Regions from separate parts of the Mus musculus genome. Here region 1 is linked to region 2. The links are chromatin contacts, called in public Hi-C maps. All regions are on one chromosome and are shown on one strand. The core of a region is the stretch at or near the end of the contact, and the rest is flanking DNA. Distances in the headings are between cores, read along the strand shown. Region 1 has its middle 17 kb from the start of Aebp2. Region 2 overlaps Plekha5 (pleckstrin homology domain containing, family A member 5).

Region 1 (2,795 bases), core at 85-2,584, 130 kb before region 2:
ACGTCAAGGCTGCATAGAGAATTGGAGGCTTGTATACCTGCGGCCATGTTACATGCATAATGGTAAGGAAGTCTCAGGCCAGTCATTGTAGGCTGGAGGCTGAGGTATAACCTCAGCTGGACCTCATTCAGACCACTTAGCCAGAGCCTGTCTCAGAAATACAGAGGAAAGGGCTGGGGCTGTAGGTTAGTGCTCCAGGGTTTGTATGACACGGAAAAGGCTCTAGGTGTTGTGTTTTATAAAAAGATAAGGAGAGAAGGAGTATGTGTGGTGGAGGTGTAGTCAGGTGTTGGGGAAGGGAGTGTCTCTGCGGGCCCATGCTGAGGCATCCTGGTATACTATAAAATAGAGATTGTTTACGGCATACGGAGGGGAGGGAGAGAGAGAGAGAGAGGGAGGGAGGGAGAGAGAGAGAGGAAGGGAGGAAGAGAGAGAGAGAGAGAGAGAGAGAGAGAGAGGAAGAAGGAGGATGAGGAGAAGAAAGAAGGAGGAGAAGGAGGACGAGGAGAAGGAGGAAGAGGAGGAGGAGGAGGAGGAGGAGGGGGAAGAGGGGAGGCCAGCCATAAGCATATGGAGAGAGGGGGAAAGGGGCAAGAGGACAGCAGAGCAGGAGCAAGAAAGCAAGAGAGCGAGGAGGGGAGGCGATTTAGCCCCTTTTATAGTGAGTCAGGCACACCTGGCTGTTGCCAGGTAACTGTGGGGCAGAGCCTAGACAAAATGCTGACACCAGGGTTTTTTTTTTGTTTTGTTTTTTTGTTTTTGTTTTGTTTTTCGAGACAGAGTTTCTCTGTGTAGCTCTGGCTGTCCTGGAACTCACTTTGTAGACCAGGCTGGCCTCGAACTCAGAGATCCTCCTGCCTCTGCCTCCTGCGTGCTAGAACTATAGGCCTAGCACATCACCCTGACCTAATTTTAAAATGATGTGTATGTACAGGAAGTGCCTGAGTAGGGTCAGAAGAGGATGCCAACTCCCCTGGAGCTGGAGTTTGCAAGCTTTTGTGAGCCACCTTGTGCGTACTGGAAACTTAAACCCGGTCGTCAGCAAAAGCAACAAGTGTTCCTCAGTGCTATGCCACCTCTCTGGCCCATAGTTCATTTTTAAAATTACATTATTTATGCACTGTGTGTGTCTGTGTGTACAACATTCATATGGAGGGAGGGCAGAGGACACTGTGGGAGTCACTCCCCTCCTTCTCTGTGGATCCCTAGGATCAAACTCAGTCATCAGGCTTGGCAGCAAGCTCCTGTTCCACTGAGCCCTCTTGCTGGCCCCGCTGTTCCTGACTGTAAGATGAGCCCATGGTTAAGTTCCACCACAGCATTGTCTGTGTGCCCTTCTGTGAAGCCTCCTATTCGATTACTTAAGAACACGTTTGGCTTCCGAAGCTGTGAGCTGTTTGGACAGGATGATTCAATTAGGACACAAAAACGCCTAGGAAACCCCTGTCACAAAATTCCTCAGAATGACGCAAATGCCACACAATCTTCTTGAGGTGGGGCTGGGATGCAAACAGAAAGGTTTTCTCTCCTCTGTGTCATTAAGTGTAATTGCTTCGTCCTCACGATTGCTTTGAAAGGGGGTGGCGGGGAGTCAATCCTGCTCTCCTCAGAGCGGAAGCCACTGCATTATGGATAAGGTTGGCTAGGGAAGAGATCTGTGGCCTAACAGGCAGCAGGGGCTCAGAAGCCCTGACAAGCTTGAGGTCCCTTCGTTCAGACTGGGCTTCTGAGGGGGAGACCAGCAGTCTCCGTTCATGGAAAGTTTGTCAGGCTCACCTGTAAGGTAGGGCAGGGCACCAAGGAGGAAGGTGGCGGGAGTCTCCTGTTCTGTCAGTGGAGAGAGTTTTCGGGGAGTGCTGCGCAGGCCCTGTCCACACAGCCTTCTTAAGTACCCCAGGATTTTCAGCATCATTTGGAATGACAAGGCAGAGCAGGGGAGGGAAGGATGGAAGAAGATTTGCCTCTGTTTGAATCTTATGGACAAACATAAGACCCTAGAGCAGACCCTAGAGACCAGCCATAAAGTCATTCACAGGACAGTGCAACAGACTCAGACAGCAGCTTTGCACAGAAGTGCAACAAACACAGGTCCACGGAGTTCACACATGACCATGACCTTGAACTCCTGACCTCAGATTCAAACTCAGGCAGACCATGACCTTGAACTCCTGATCTTTCTGTTTCTACTCAAAATGACTAACTTCACATTCCTGTGTCACCACCCTGGACTTAGATCATTAGACACAATAAGGCAATTAGCCAGGCATGATGGTGCACACGGGTAATCCAAGAACCAGGGGGGTCATAGCCCAGAGGATCATACAGAGTGAGTCCAGGGTAACCCGTCACAAAAAGACAAAGGAGCAAATGCAGTTATTTTACCTATGAGGTTTTTTGTTTTAATTCACTATTATTCTATTATTATTCAGTTTTGTGTTTGAGACAGGGTTTTATTATGCGTTCCTAGAGGGCCTGGGGCTCTCTGTGTAGATCAGAGACGCTATAGATTCCCCTGAAGTTAGTGAAGCCACCCCACCTAGTTCTGCTCTTATCCTGACTGCATCTTATGTCTGTTCCGGTGTTGTGGTTATTGTTTTTTAAGATTTATTTATTTATTTTATGTATATGAATACACTGTACTGTACAAATGGTTGTGAGTCATCATGTGGTTGCTAGGAATTGAAATCAGGACCTCTGCTTGCCCTGGCAGATTTATTTATTATTATATGTAAGTACACTGTAGCTGTCTTCAGACACACCAGAAGAGGGCAGCGTCAGATCTCATTAAGGATGGT
Region 2 (3,058 bases), core at 71-2,570:
AGCAATGTGGACCCATGGTTTTAGTTTTTTAAACTTATGTGGACAGTGAATATCAGCCAAAAATTTTTAAATCACTGACACAATATACTACTTTTTTTTTTTAAACGAATCCATCCTTACTGGATAAAATGGTGGATCATACAGTGACACTCTCACACATGTTCAATTCTGATCATGTTTACCTGTCACCTTGTCCTCTTGCTGGCCAATCCTATCTCCTTCCTCCTCTCTAACAGCTCTCCAGTTCTTTTGTCTCCTTAGGTTCTACGTAAAAGAAAGCATGCAATGCCCAGTGCAGGCCGTTCTACTTTAACATGTGTGATGGTCTCAGCTCCATCTATTTTTCTGCAAATGACCTGATTCCACTCTCCTTATGCTGACTTACCACCCCAGCTATATACGGCTGCTTTCTGTACCCACTCACCTGTTGCTAGGCACCTACCCCATCCCATGGCTATTCAGAATAGAACAGAAGTAAGCGTGATGCTCAGAGCATCCTCGCTGTACGCTGACTTGGACTCCTTCCCAGGGGTGGTATAGCTAAATCATATGCTAGTTCTATTTCTAGCTTTTGAAGGAACATCAACACTCATTTGCATAATGACTGTGCTAATTTACATGCCCAGTAACAGTATGTAAGAGCTCCTTCCCTCTACAGCTATAAGCCAGCATTTGTTTTATTTTCTGTTTAGATGTGTTTTCTTCATGATAGCCATCTGAGTAGGGCGAGACAGAACGTGTAGTTCTGATTTGCATTTCCTCATGGCTTAAGATATTGGTATTATTTTAATGTAATTATTCAGTTTGTTTGCCAACTTGCTGACTGGATTATCTGTCCTTTTGGTGTTTAATTTCTGATGTGTTCTGGATATTAATCCTCTGTCAGATGATGAGAAGATTTTTTTCTATTTTATAGGCTGGTTTCCTCGTCTTTTGGTTCTTTCCAGTGTTCAATGCCTGTTAGTTCAGCACAGCCTCATGTCTTGCTGCAAACATGCTGGTGTCCTAGAAGTAATGAATTAGCACACTCTGCGTTCTGAGAGACTTCACACTGCTTTTCTGGCTTCTCTTGCTGTCTCCTTAAAATGCAAGGCTTCCTTTTTTTTCTCACTGTGTTTGGGAAATGGCTCCTGCAGCCCCTTTCTTTTTAATTTCACCCTGTGCCTGTCTAGGAATGTTTCTTTGTGGGTATCATTTAAAACACACTTAGTGGTTGTCTCACAAGAATAAAGGTAAACACACAGAGGGAGATCATACAGGGAACTTGTTTTATGATCTAACATCGTGGAGCACTCTGGCTATGAGTCACCTTCAGTTCTTCAACATGGCAGCGACAATCAGCTACACTGAGTTGGTGAGACTGGTGTTTACACTCCAGTGTCCCAGCCAGAGCTGCACTTTACAGTGGTGTACGTTCAGATCGCCATCAGCCACGCACAACAGCAAAAGGCTGTCTCTGCTCTCTGCCAAGAGCTACAGAAACACGAGGTCCACACACAGAAGAGCCCAGCCTCTCTCTTCTGTAAGGGCGGGTACAATGCTTTACAGTAAACTGATACATGAGTAGCCAATGAAAAGCAACTATGTGGGAATCAGAAGGAAAAAGCAGAGGGAAGGAATGGACAGGGAGGAAATTTAATACAGCGGATTTAATTATTTCCAATGTTGGAACAGGAAAAGCTCTTGTTGACTTCAAACAGTATTCTTACAACTGAAAATATAATTTCACCAGCAAATAGTAAAGAACGGAATAGTAAGGCGTTAAGGTTTCAAGATTACTTCAAAATTAAAAAGTACAAAAGGTGTGGTGTTGACTATAGAGTTTCGATTCTATAAAAGGCAGCAGGGAAAGTTAATAAAATCTATTGAAGAATAATTCTAAGATCAAGTTTTAGCTAAATATAATCTTAAAAGTATATGAGTGTGTGAGGAAGCAGGGAATTGACAAGATTGCAACAATTAGCAAGGCAATGAATCAATCAATGTCTTTGGGAAAGGACAAAGCAGTCAATCAAATCCCTCCAGGACGAGATCAAGCGCAGAGGAAGGCTCCATCACAGAAAGACCCACGAAGGAAAAGTCTGACTATCGTTTCTCATGGGGCTTCTGCAAATGCTATTAATCTTTCATAAGGAGGCTACTCACGTCAATAAGACGTTAGCACACTGCCATCTCGACCTGGAGGACAGGCTGTGCACTGGGCTAAGCTGCACTGATATTCTAATGTCAGCACACTTATTTCCTGACTCATTCCTGAGCTGTGGACCGGGAGCTCGCACTGCCTTCTTCAGATCTCCACCTGGCTTTCCTACAACCTACATCATTTCCTACAACACACACATTTCCTCTCACACATCATCTGCCTGGAACTAATTTGTAAACTTCCAACTCTAGAGCTCAGTGTGCTCCCAGCCACAGAGATCACCACACTGTCCTCTAACCCACTGCCTTCTCTCATTTGTACACAGGCAGCAGTCTCCTAACAGGCTAGCTTCCCTGTCCACTAGTCACGTTGCAGGCATGCTATGTTCTCTCACACCTCATGAATCTCTTCACCCTAGAGGGCTCTTTCCTGTCAAGTTATTTATCTGCCCCAGTGTATGTGTGTGTGTGCGTGTGTTTGTGTGTGTGTGTGTGTGTGTGTGTGTGTGTTTGGCCTGTGAAATTACTAGTATAGGGGAACTATGCCTGTTTTGCTTATCACTATATCACTATGGCCCTGGAAACTATCAGAAGCTTTGACATAAGAAAAGTCCACAACACATCTTTCAGTTAAAGGACTTTTTTTCTTAAATTCATGCCACCAAATATGTATAATAATATCCTTATATAAATCATAAATGTAAATATATGTTAAGATAAAAATAAAACGTTAAGTTCACAGAAGGAATGAAGTACTCTAAAGGAAAGGCTATCGGTACTAACTGAGCCTGACACCTGAGTCCTGGAGGCAGCATCACTGACCGCCAGGTACCTGTGTGCAGTCAGCTCCCCTGGAAGCACCATGCTAAGAGCACCATTGTTGTTGGCTCTAAAATGACATTAATGCTACTATGTG

What was found. A called contact is a pair of places that touch in the nucleus more often than the background predicts.
Region 1: a contact with region 2 is called in a Hi-C map of embryonic fibroblasts, with 2.9 times the contacts expected there. The contact joins two enhancer-like sites. A contact is called at or near these places in 2 of 39 promoter capture datasets (both in the 3T3-L1 cell line), 2 of 484 Hi-C or Micro-C datasets (embryonic fibroblasts and tail fibroblasts) and 3 of 115 datasets of contacts at active chromatin or transcription factors (embryonic stem cells and epiblast stem cells).

The regions. Positions count from the first base shown.
Region 1 is chr6:140,605,355-140,608,149 of GRCm38.p6, reverse strand. No RefSeq gene overlaps it. Among named protein-coding and RNA genes, the nearest start is that of Aebp2, 17 kb to the left of the region's middle. Within about 2 kb of position 1,334, at least 36 of the 459 cell types and tissues checked have an H3K27ac peak or open chromatin away from gene starts, as enhancers often do. A contact at or near this core is called in embryonic fibroblasts, where this site is marked.
Region 2 is chr6:140,476,618-140,479,675 of GRCm38.p6, reverse strand. The region is part of intron 3 of Plekha5 (pleckstrin homology domain containing, family A member 5); the gene reads right to left. Among named protein-coding and RNA genes, the nearest start is that of Plekha5, 54 kb to the right of the region's middle. Within about 2 kb of position 1,320, at least 91 of the 459 cell types and tissues checked have an H3K27ac peak or open chromatin away from gene starts, as enhancers often do. A contact at or near this core is called in embryonic fibroblasts, where this site is marked.